2 separate regions of the Bos taurus genome follow, and region 2 is linked to region 1. Evidence: chromatin contacts called from public Hi-C data. All regions are on one chromosome and are shown on one strand. The core of a region is the stretch at or near the end of the contact, and the rest is flanking DNA. Distances in the headings are between cores, read along the strand shown.

The links. A called contact is a pair of places that touch in the nucleus more often than the background predicts.
Region 2: a contact with region 1 is called in a Hi-C map of liver, with 3 times the contacts expected there. The contact joins the enhancer-like site here to the promoter of PPA1 in region 1. A contact is called at or near these places in 3 of 11 Hi-C or Micro-C datasets (liver, skeletal muscle and an unstated tissue).

Annotation. Positions count from the first base shown.
Region 1 is chr28:26,454,934-26,461,169 of ARS-UCD2.0, forward strand. It overlaps PPA1 (inorganic pyrophosphatase 1), which reads right to left and starts at 1,568. Exons shown (of 11, transcript NM_001075118.1): 1 at 1,423-1,568. The coding sequence starts at 1,486.
Region 2 is chr28:26,565,102-26,571,032 of ARS-UCD2.0, forward strand. All of the region lies in intron 2 of LRRC20 (leucine rich repeat containing 20), which reads right to left. Among named protein-coding and RNA genes, the nearest start is that of LRRC20, 9.6 kb to the right of the region's middle. Within about 2 kb of position 4,305, at least 43 of the 102 cell types and tissues checked have an H3K27ac peak or open chromatin away from gene starts, as enhancers often do. A contact at or near this core is called in liver and skeletal muscle, where this site is marked.

The sequences.
Region 1 (6,236 bases), core at 318-2,817:
CGTCCCTGGGATTCTCCAGGCAAGAACACTGGAGTGGGTTGCCATTTCCTTCTCCAATGCATCACTACCTATGCATAATCTGAGTAAAAATTGTTTTTCTTTTGTAAATATAACTTGAAAACGATTACCGTAATCATCCCCAAACCTTCCAACTAGAGTCACTTCTCTAAGTCCCTCCCTACAGAGAAATTGTGGAGCCAACACTAACTCCAGAAAAACTGCTCAGTGAATTATTTGTCAAAGGTTTCTGCACTGCCTTCGTTGCTGAATCCTGAAATTCATAAAATGGGTGGGGGAGGTCCCACACCTTTTTTCGATTTTAAATGGCAGTCTAAACTTCAACTAGTTGTGTAACTTTACTGCTCACTTTCTTTTTCCTCTAACACCAGGCTACTTTAGGCTAGGAGCTTTGTTCTTTCAGTATTAACCATGTATACTCTCTTCCCGTCTCTTTACTGCTCTTCATACCCAGAACTCATAGAACTCACGGCACCTGCCCATTTCCTTTGGAACAAAATAGTGAAGCAGTTAAAACAGAAACTCCTCCGTTATCTCTAATAATCTTGGCAGGGTGGAAGGGGGGGGGGTGGTAAGAAGATAAAGATAAACAAAAGATAGCTTTCCCCCACCTAGGAGGCTAAAGGAAAGCAGAGCCTACAGCCTTTAAGTGCAGACTTTGGGTGGGTACCCCTTACACGCGATCCCACGGCCCAGGGGCCAAAACTTGGCACTTTCTTACTCATGCTTGCCCGACTGACGTCACCTGTTTGACGGGAGGGGAACAGCTTTCTGTTTCATAAGGCATCTTTCCAGCATCAGGGCTATGGGAAACCAAGCGTCAGGGAGACAGAAGCGCCACTGGGACCTCAGAGGGACCGGTCCAGTACTCTACTGACCGCTCCTGATCCGGGCCTCAGTTTCCCCGTCTGTAGGACGTGGGCCTGGACTTGACCCCTCCAGGTCCCCACAATCTGAGCTACAGTGGAGGAATTAAGGTCTTAGGATGTCTCCACCATCACCTCCTCTCCCCCACCCCGTTCTTCCGAATTGAATAATCCTCTTACGGGCATTAGCTTAGCCCAAGACACCTTATTTAGGGTGGCTCAGTGATTTCCTTTTCCCATCAGACACTGCCTGAGCCGGACACCTGCGAAATTAGCCTAGCGCAGGTTCAGGTCCAATCGGGCGTGTGAAAGGGGAACGCCTATCCACGCCTATCCGACGCGCGAGCGGGACGTGTGAAATGCGAGCCAGGCCCTCCCAGACCCGCCGCCCAGGTCCCCGGGACAGGAGGAGGAGGCCGGCCGGCGCCCGGGACAGCGAGCCGAGCGCGGGCCGCAACTGCTGGAGCCGGAGCCGAAGCGAGGCCCGGGAATGAATGGGCGGGCTGGCAGGGAGGGGCCGTGGGCCTCCGACACTCACTGAGGAAGACTCGGTACTCGAGGGTGAAGGGCGCCGCGCGCTCCTCGCTGCTGAAGCCGCTCATCGTGCCGGGGAACAGCCGCCGCCGCCGCCGCCGCCGCCGCTATTGCTACAGAGCCACACGCCTGCACGCGGCGCCGACTGACAAGAAATGAGCTCCGCGCCTGCGCACTGCAGAGACTGGCACGGCTAGCAGGGCGGGGAGCCGCCTTTAACGCCGCGGGCGCGCTCGAGCCCACCCCGTGCGCAGGCGCACTTCGTAAGGCGAGTCCCGGCGCCCTAGCTCCACCCCCTCGGGCCGCGCCTCCGCTGACCAGCGCTCAGCTCGCAGGCTGGGCCACGTGGCTGGCGGCCGGCTTTGGCCGTGATCCTTCTGACCTGGCGGGCTTTGTGCATCTGACCCAGAAGGGTAACCAGTTCTCAGCTTGGACCACCTAAGAATTGACTGTCGACATCTCGCGCACACTGGGAGCTCACCTTTGACTCACACAGCCTTCTCCGCAGGATAATTCCTTATCTCAAAAGAAGTTTAATAGGAGTCAGCTGCTTTACCTGACGATCTGTGCCAGTTTTCTGATCCGTTTAAGCAAAGTTAAGGCATATTACTGACACCAAGCTGTAATGGCTCCCAGCTAGGTAGGAGCTCCATCACTTTCTAGCGTGTGACATCGAGCAAATTGCTGTTAACCTCTCAGTTTCTCACCTGGGAAATGGAGCTGGTCAGAGTAAAGATTTCAGAGGTTGCAGGGATGATGAACCGAGCTGATGGACGTGAAGATCCGTCCATCAAGGGAGGAACATCCCTAGATGTCCAGTGATTAAGACTGCCCTTCTACTGAAAGGGGCGCGGATTCGATCCCACGTGCCACGTGGTGTGGCCAAAAAAATTGCAAATGAGGAAAAGAAAGGAAGAGCTGGCTTGTAAGCACTCAGGAAGTGTAACTTTTTATTCCCACCCTTATCTGCAGAGGATTAAGTCTGCACCCTCTGCTTGGGCAACACTTCCCACTCCCTTAGGACTTCAAATGGAAGCATTGGAAAAGTCCAGGCCTGAACTCAGAGTCCCTTGAGGACATTTCTCTCAGGCACAAGCTCTTTGAAGCTTATTTTTATACCACTGTTTCATGGTGTTAGGCCAGCCCCCAAAAGCTGAAGTCTGATTGACGTTATGGGCAGATAATTTACATCACTTACATCCCCAGTTCTGTATGTTGGGTTTTTCATGTAAATTTCAAAATCCTCAAACTAAGCTTTCACTTTCCTGCATTGGAGAAGGAAATGGCAACCCACTCCAGTGTTCTTGCCTGGAGAATCCCAGGGACGGGGAAGCCTGGTGGCCTGCCATCTATGGGGTCACACAGAGTCGGACACGACTGACGAGACTTAGCAGCAGCAGCAAGCAATAATTCACTAATTTGATTACAAAGTTATTTCAGAGAATGCCTAGTTTTATTTAAAATTTTTGATGGGTTGGGCCTCTTTAAATAATCTTGATTTTCTAGGCCATAAAAGATAATGTGCCTCAAAGATATTTTGATATAAACTCTTTTTCCCCCAAAAAACAATGTCTAATATGTAAAATGAGATGTTCCCTGTATTAAATGAAAACCTAGCAAGTTAATTTTCCAGGTACTGGGAGTATCCTTCCCTTGTCTCCATCCAAACTCTCATTAATCTTCAGAAAGCCATGACTCAGCGACCTTTTAAACACTACACCACACAGCTTTACCGTAATTGGAACACAAGGGCAGGAAAAAGAAAGTAGTAGGGCAGTAGTTCAATCAGTAATGCAACACGTTACTGAAAGCTAAAGGTATCTCTGCCCAGTGAACACTAAGTAGGCTCGCCTTCAGAAAGTTTCTTAAAAGGGTGTGGAAATTGAACTGCGGTGTCAGTTTTCTACCTGTAAGCAGGTGGAGCTAGTTTTCTTAGAAAAACCCCAGAATCTCATGTGTAACTGACGTGTGAACAGATAGAAATGATGCAATAGTGTGCCACATGCACTTTCCCTTTTGCTTCCTGCTACTAAGAGCAAGAAAATAAAGTCTTGCTGACCTCTGGACTTGCACACTAGCTCTTGTTTCATTGAATGTCCTGGGAGAGCCAATCAGTACTCAACCCCAGTAAAAAGCCAAATCCTGCCTTTGCTCGGGCACAAGTCAGTGCTGTATAACTTGCTCTTGCAGGCAGGTGCGGTGAGCCCACAGGCCCTTTGGACCTTGTTCTCTTTCTCATATCTCTCTGGAGCCGAGTACAGTACCTGGCCTAGAGTAGGTGTTTAATGACTCCTTGCCAGAACAATTGGTAGAGGAGTTGATGAAAAGGAGAGCAAAAATACCTTCTTAAGTATAATAGTTTGACAAAGGATGAACCCAGCTGTTCTCAAATGTTGTCTCTCTTACTCTGTAACTGGATCCAATGGTGCTTTTTAGTCCATATCCTGCACCTCCAACTTCCTGATGCCCTCTCTCTTCCTTGGCTTTATGACTGCATTTTCTTCTGACATCCCTCCTGCTTCTCTGGCCACTCCTTTCTCATTCTCCCCTTTAGCCATCTCTTCATCTGGATCATCACTATTTTTCTAACTTCTCATGTTCTTTCTCTCTAGAGATGCCCTCTCCCTAGGTTATCTCATGTATATGTTTGGTGTTAACTACCACCTATAGGTCCTATAGCAGGAAAACTTTCAAATTTATAACTACGTTTTCTTTAACACTCGTGACTGTTGTCGCTGCTAGGGGGTAGGGTTGTAGTGCTTCAAAAGACATGGTTGTGGGCCCCACAGAACTTATAGTCTGAAGGGAAGACAGACTTCAACAAATACGTGCAATAAGTTTGGATAAGTAGAGGGTGTTCCCTGGTGACCTAGTGGTTGGAATTCCAGGCTTTCACTGCCATGGCCCAGGTTCAATCTGTGGTCGGGGAACTTATTAATAGATCCCACAAGCTGTGGGGGCAAGGCCAAAAAAGAAAAAAGGTTTGGATAAGCAGAGTGATAAAGGAAGTACAAGGATTTGCATTATAGGAGCAGGGAAACTTTTCAAAGAAATGATCCTTAATCCATGACCTAAAAGATAAGAGGTGGTTAATAAAGCAAAAAGGAGAAGATAGAAGCCAGGAAGAGTGTATTAAGAGGTGAAACCAGAGAAGAGGTCAAAGTTAAGTGACAGAGGGCCTTGGGAGGCATGATACAAGGATTGGACTTTTTCTGAAGGACCAATGAAAAACCTGTAAGTGTTTTTAGCAGGAAAGTGACATGATCAGAATTGCCTTTAAAAGTAGCTCTGGGGACTTCCCTAGTGGTCCAGTGGTTAAGAATTCCCCTTGCAATGCAGGGGATTCTGGTTCCATCCCTGGTTGGGGAACTAAGATCCTACATGCTGTGGAGCAACTAAGCCCAAGCACCACAACTACAGTCTGTGCGCCTCAGTGAAAGATCTATATGACACAGCAAAGATCCCGCATGCCACAACTAAGACCCAGAGCAGCCAAATAAGTAAATAAAACACACACACAAAAGTTTGTAAGTGGCTCTGTTAGGAGCCTGAAGCCTGGATTCAAGTTTAGCAAGAACAGGCAGAGAGAACCATGAGAAGTCTGTTGCAGTGACCCAGGTAATAGGTGGTGGTACCCTGGACTTGGGTGGCAAAAGAGATGAGTAATTACAGAGCTGTGTTCAACGTAGATTCAGTGGAAGTGATCACTGGCTGGACAGAGTGGAAGATGAGCAAGATGGATTTGAGGACGATTTCTAGGTTTCTGGCTGCAACAGCTGGTTGAATGGTGTGTCATTTACTGAGATAGTTTGGTTAGGATGGAGGGTAAGAAAAATGATGACTTTAGTTTTGAATATTATAGGAAACACTGCTAGTTTCTGCCCAATAACCATATCACCTTCTCTTTTCTAAAAGAATCCTAAGTTTGTTCAGGAATCTATTCCTCTATGCATACCTTTGCTTCAGGGCAGCCAGCCCCTCCACTGTCTTCAAGAAATGCATTTTATTTTTATGTTTTTTTTAATTGAAGCATAGTAGATTTGCAACATAGTATTAGTTTCAGGTGTACAGCAAAGTGATTCAGTCACACATATATACCTATCCATTCCTTTTCAGATTCTTTCCCCTTACGAGTGCCTGTGTGGTCAGTTACTTCAGTCATGTCCGAGTCTTTGTGAACCTATGGACTGTCGCCCGCCAGGCTCCTCTGTCCATGGAATTCTCCAGGCAAGAATACTGGAGCGGGTTGCCATGCCGTCCTCCAGGGGATCTTCCTGACCCAAGGATCAAATCTGAGTCGCCTGCATCGCAGGCAGATTCTTTATGGCTGAGCCACCAGGAAAGCCCTTTATCCTTATAGATTATTGCAAAATATTAAGTATAATTCCCTGGCTATACAGTAAATCTTGTTGCTTATCTGTTTTATATATATAGTAGTGTGTATAAATTAATCCCAAACTCCTAATTTATCCTCCTTTTCCTATGCCCACAAAGAAATGCATTTTAAATAAGCTAAAACAATCAAGGTTGTTAGTATTTGTTTCAGGCATGCGAATGTGATACAATTCTTCCCAATGGGATAAAGGGAAGGCTTCCCAGAGTATTTCCAGGAAAGGTTTTATCTTAAAAGGAGGGAATACTTCTGAATACTTGTTGTTTGAAGCCACAGAAATTTTAAAAGTTGTTGTAACATCATAATCTGGGCTTCCTAGTGGCTCAGTGGTAAAGAATCAACCTGCCAATGCAGGAGACACAGGTCTGATTCCTGGATTGGGACAATCTCCTGGAGGAAGAAATGGCAATCCACTCCAGTATTCT
Region 2 (5,931 bases), core at 3,055-5,554, 110 kb after region 1:
AAATCTGGCGTGCACCACCATGCAACCAGAAAAAAAAAAAAACAAAGAAGCTTGCTGTTATTTGTCATGAGTCATTTTGACTCTGAAGATCACTTTTTAGGCTCTCTTTAGAACTTAAGCCCTGTGTAAGATAGAAACGTCACTGGAGGAACACTCAAGGTGGCATTCGAGGCCTTCTGAGATCTGAGCCACCCTCTGCCTCCCCTCCCCGCTCAGCTCCCTTGGCTCTCCCGTATCTCAGTCTTCCTATTCTCATCACCAGCACCTACCTGCATGCTGCTCCACCTTTGCTCAGACACACTCACTGAAACCACCCCTCTCCTCACTCCTGTCCCACACCTACATCCCTAAACCTGCTCCATCCTTTAAGTGCAGCTGAAATGCCGCCTTTTCGGTGCAACCCCCTCAGCACGTATGCTAAACCATCGTCCAGTGTGTACGCATCTCAAGACAGGAGAAGGGGAACTCGTCCTTATTTAGTTCACTTTAGGTTCTGCAAGTGTTTGACACGGCATGCAATTGGCTGGCTGCCCGGCGGCCATCTCCAGGACTTGCAGCATCTCCACAGGTCACCACACAACCTAGGTCCCAGTGTCCCCACTATGAAGAGACCTCCACCTCCCACTAGGCTTCTCTGGAGGCCCCTCATGGCTGGACTGGCTCTCATAGCTGGGGTGGTTTCTGTAGACTGAGCAATGAACAGAAAACTAAGGGGAGAAGACTAAGCGATTTGCACCCACAGGATGAAGGAATTCCTCCATCCCTTCAATGCATGTCTTCTGCACATCTACACTGCGTCAGGGCAGCATCACAGCAAACAGGGACTCAAGGAACAGGTGGGCTATGCTTGAGAATGTCCACCACAGACCCCCACCCCCCGCAATCCTTATTCTCCCTCCTTCTAGAAGTCTGAGGTCTACAGCACAGCTGAGAGGGAAGGGGTGGGGCTCTGGCCATTAGAGCTGCTTCCCCTGAGATGGGGACTCTGGGACCCCCCAGTAGAGAGACTTGAGCCACAACTAAAGGGCTTTGGGATCCTGTCCCACCACTGCTATACACTGAAACAACCTCAGGACCCATCCTCATCTCTAGCTCTAGAGCCAGCCAGGATAACATCATAACAGTCCCTCTAGCTCCACAAGACGCTGTGCTGGGGGACCTGCAGACCAGAGCACAGGATGGGAAGAAGCCTATTCTCTCTGTTTACTCTTTGGGCCTTGTGCTTTGCGCACTAGATACATGTCATACTTATTTTTTAGTTAAACATACATAGATTTTTTAAACTGGAGTATAATTGCTTTACAATGCTGTGTTAGTTTCTGCTGTACAGTGTGAATCAGCTGTGTGTATACATATATATCTCTCCTTCTTGAGCCTTCCTCCCACCCCTCTTAAGTGAAGTGAAAGTGTTAGTCACTCAGTTGTGTCCAACTCTTTTGCAACCCCATGAACTATCACCTGTCAGGCTCCTCTGCCCATGGGATTCTCCAGGCAAGAATACTGGTGTGGGCTGCCAAGCCTTCCTCCAGGGGATTTTCCTGACTCAGGGATCAAACTCATGTCTCCTGAATTGCAGGCAGAATTCTTTACCGTCTGAGCCAGCAGGGAAGCCCATCCCCTCCCCTCCACCAAGTTAAACATATACAGTTTTTAAAGTATTTCTCAGAGTGCAAACACCCAGGCTGGAGCCACAGAACACATTTCTCTCTCCATCTTAAGAGCTGCCTTCCAAGACTAAGCTGTTTCTTTCCCTCCACAGCCCCTTTTATACGCAAGGCTGGAGCTCCAGAAAGGCCCCCAATGAGTCCATGCCAATCTGAACACACAGGCAATGCCAGACCGTGGCATGGTGCAAAAGGATAGCCAGAAACCCCTACCCGAGCCCCTCCTCACCCGCCTGAACAGTGGGCTCAGTCCTGCCCACCTGGACATGGCCCTCTCTGTCCACCTCTCTGGGTCAGTTCAGAAGCAGCCAAAATGCCACAGGCATGCTGGGCTGGGCCTGACGTCACTCAATCGTCTCTGAAATGAGAAGGGCAGCCCAGGCCCAGGCCCTGCATTTCTGCACCACAGGCTTCTGCCTTGTGCCAATGCAGTGCCAATGAAACCCGTAAGCGCTCTGAAAGCTCTACTGGCCTTCCTTTCCATACTGATTATTTACCCCTGAATGATACCCTCACACAGCAACTCCCCAGCAGGGTCTCACCTCCACCCCTTTCTCAGCACTAGCACATCCTGTTGACACAAGAGCCCCTGATCCCGCCCCCCACCGGCACCCACATCCTGCTCTCTCCAGAACCCAAGGGCCAAAAACTCAAGAGTGAGATCAAACTAAAGAAAGGAAGGGAAAGCTCATCACAACAGTTGGGAGACTGGTTACCTCTCAGGTGGGAGGGCCTTCTGGAGGTCTGGCAATATTCCATGTCTAGACTTGGGTGGCAGTTACATGAGTATGGATTTATAAATGTCTGCTAAACTAAGCATATATGATCTTATGAACTTCACTACTTGTGTATACCTTTTCACAGCTTTTTTTTTTTTTTTAAGAAAAATGATTGGGTGAAGGCCACTTAGAAAAGAAAGCCAGGGTGACCTCTCTAAACAAGAAACATTTAGTTTGAACCTTAAGGTATGAGAAGGGCCCAGCCATGAAGAACAAGAAACAGCATCCCAACAAAGAAAGCAGCATGTACAAAGACCCTGAGGCTGGAAGGAGTTTAGCAGTTCAAGGAACTGAAAGGTGGCCAATCTTGCCGGATATAATGAGAGGAATCCTGAGGGGCCCAAAGTGCAGTGGGAGAAATTGGCAGGAGTCAGTCACCCCCAGGTTTGAAGTACCAGATTGGGTTTTACTCTCTGTGCACGTGGAAGCCAATGAGGGTTTAAAAGAGAGAGAATTACAAAAGCTCAGGGCTGGAGCCTCACCTTTACAGACAGGAGACTGGCCCATAGTTGGGGTTAGGGTGAGATCCAGAACCCCAGCTTCCTGATTTCTGGATCAGAGCCCTTCCCATAAAACAGAGCTCCCATCTTCTTCTCAGCTCACCAACCACACTCCACTTGGTTCCAGTCCTGCCACAGCAGAGCTGACTGTACGGGCCATCAGGCTCAACAACTTACATGCATGAGCTCCTAGAGCAGTGGTACTCAGTGGAGTGGAGTTCTGCTGCCAGGGGACACTTGGTAGGGCCTGGAGACACGGCTGTCACAACTTGGGGGGAGCAGCAGAGGGGACTGCTAGCATACAGTGGGTAGAGACCAGGAAAGCTGCGGAACACCCTACAATGCACGGGTCAGCCCCCCACCAAGAATCATGCAGCCCCCAGAGTCTACAGTGCCGAGACTGAGAAACACCCACTGAGGGATATAAAGCCTTCATTTCAAATAAGTGCTGAGCCCTAAAGGGAGAAAAGCCCCCTGCTCAGGACTGTAAAGGGGAGGGGAGGATCAAGGCCAGTTCTCAGCCTCCCAGGACCCCCTGTCCAGAGAGATCAAGTCTAGAGGGGGAGTTTTAGGCAGAAGGCTTTGGGTCACCCCTCACATCACATTGTCTAGGAAAGAGAGAGGGGAGAGAAACAGGGGCTATGCCCTCCTCCCCTGGCAAACACCCCCACCCCCCGCCAGCCTGCTTCCCCAGCTGAGAGGCAAGAAGTAGAGGATGGCAGGTTTGAAGCTTCCAGCCTTCATGATAAACAGACAGGCAGTCCCGGCCAGGCTGAGGGCTGCCCTGTGAAAGCCGGCTCCCCACTCCACGCCTTCAGAGCTGACCCTCAGGACTCTCCAGGCCAGGTGACACAGCAGCGAAACACAAAACACACCCCCCTCCCCCACGAACAGCACCAGCCTCCTGGGCTCTAGGTGTCCCATAAGCCCCTCCTGGGGCAAGACAGACTGCTCCCACCACAAACCCCGGCTGCCCCCCTCCCTCGGGGGGTGTGTGTGTGTGTGTGTGTCTGCCTCCTCCTCTTGACTGGGCACTTCTGGGGCACTTGAGTCCTCCGGGGAAGGCACATATAGTACGTGCTCGTTGTGTGTTGACAAAGGAGCCAGTGGCAGTGTCTGACCCAAAGGAAGATGTTATTCTGATCTAGTGAGTACGTACGGAGTGCTTCCTGACACTGCACTTCCCCAGCACCCTTGCTCAAGAAAGGAGCTGCCAAATCAGCTGGCCACGGAGTCAGCTAGGACTGGAGACACAGAGTGTGAGCTGGCCTGGGCGGGGAAGCCCTTGTCGGGACCAGGCGCTCACACCCAGAGACAGCCTGGCCAAGTCCCGGGCTCAGCGGCCTGTCACCAGGTTGGCTGGTAAAAGGGTGCCATCTGCTGGTGAGACAGGAGAAAAGTGGCGCAAGTGTGAGTGAGCCTGGGAGGAGAGAGGGAGGGCTGGAGGGGAAGGGGGAGAAGGGTCTTGGTCTCCTCACTTGGTTATCTCACAGAAGCCAGCCTAGCCCCTCAGTTCCCTGGAGGTGGATCAAATCCATGTTCATATTCACTCTCTCTGTCTCACACACACACACACACACACACATATCTAGAGACCTACCCAGATAATACTTCCAACCCCCCAGCCAGTCCCCTACAACACGCCAGGAAAAGAAAGTTCCAGATCGTAAATATTAAGCCAGTGGTTCCCAAAATTCAAGGCAGGGAAGAATCATACAGAGTTCATGTTAACATGTAGGGCACCAAGCCCACCTTCTGATATTCCACTGTGAAAGCTCTAGAGTGGGGTCCACGCTTTGCACATAAGCAGGTATAGCCCATGGGGGCAGCCCCTTACTCCTTACCACCTAAGACATCTTAAATGGCCATGCAGATATTAGACTCTCATTATTTTCCTCCTTTCAAAGGACAAGGTCGGCTGACTGTGTTTCCAAAACAGTGTGAGAGGAGAGGCAGCCTAAGAAGGGAGGAGGGTTACTTGGGTCTTCAAGCTCTCCTCTTCCTAGCCGCCCCTCCCCACAATGGGGGCAGCGGGGGTGCACAGGAAAGGCAGGGCTGAGCTACTCAGAGCTGTGCTGAGCCTGGCTCCAGCTCTAAACAGCTGTGTCACTAGCAGGTCATTCACACCCCCAGCCTCAGCTCCAGCATGTTAAACAGGAAGCTCCTACTTCATTTCTTTTTTTCACCTTTTTGGCATGTGGGATCTTAGTTCCCCAACAAGGAATTGAACCCACACCCCCTTTTTTGGAAGACAGTCTTAAACACTGGACCACCAGGGAAGTCCCAAAACTCCTACTTCAAAAGAAATACAGCAGAGGAGACAAGGTAAATACCCTAGTGCTACAGAACATTTAGAAACACTGCATTAAAAAGTTCCACGCTCCAGTTTCTTCATCTGTAAAATGGGGATATTAATATCAGCTCTGGCTTACAGTTGTGAGAATTAAGTGAGTCAAAACCAGTAAAGTGCTGACAGCGATGCCTGGCATTTAATAACTGCTCCTACCACCTTAATGAGGGAGGTGCAATTACCACCCCCATTTTATAGATGAGGAAACCAAGGCTCCAAGAGGTAAAGCAATCTGCTAAGGGAGCAGGCTAGTGGGTGGCAGAGCGGGGGTTCAAACCCAGGCCGTATCAGTGCAGGAGAGCCTTGAGCACTCAGGTAAGTGCAACCACATGAGTGACCAGCACAGGATTCCAGAGTTCCTCTCCTGACGGCCCACAGCCCTCACCTCCCCACGCAAAAGCTCTCCCCTCCCCCACCCCACGCGGCTCTCTGCCAGGCCTCCCTCCCAAACCAAAGGCAGTCCAGGGGCTAAGACTCCACACGCCCTATGCCAGGGGCCTGGGTTTGATCCCTGGTCACTGAGCTATATCCCACATGCCACATGAATCCACATGCCACAGTGAAGACCGAAGATCCCAACTAAAAGCTGACACAGCCAAATAAACAAATACATAAATAAACTTTAATAATAAGTGAAT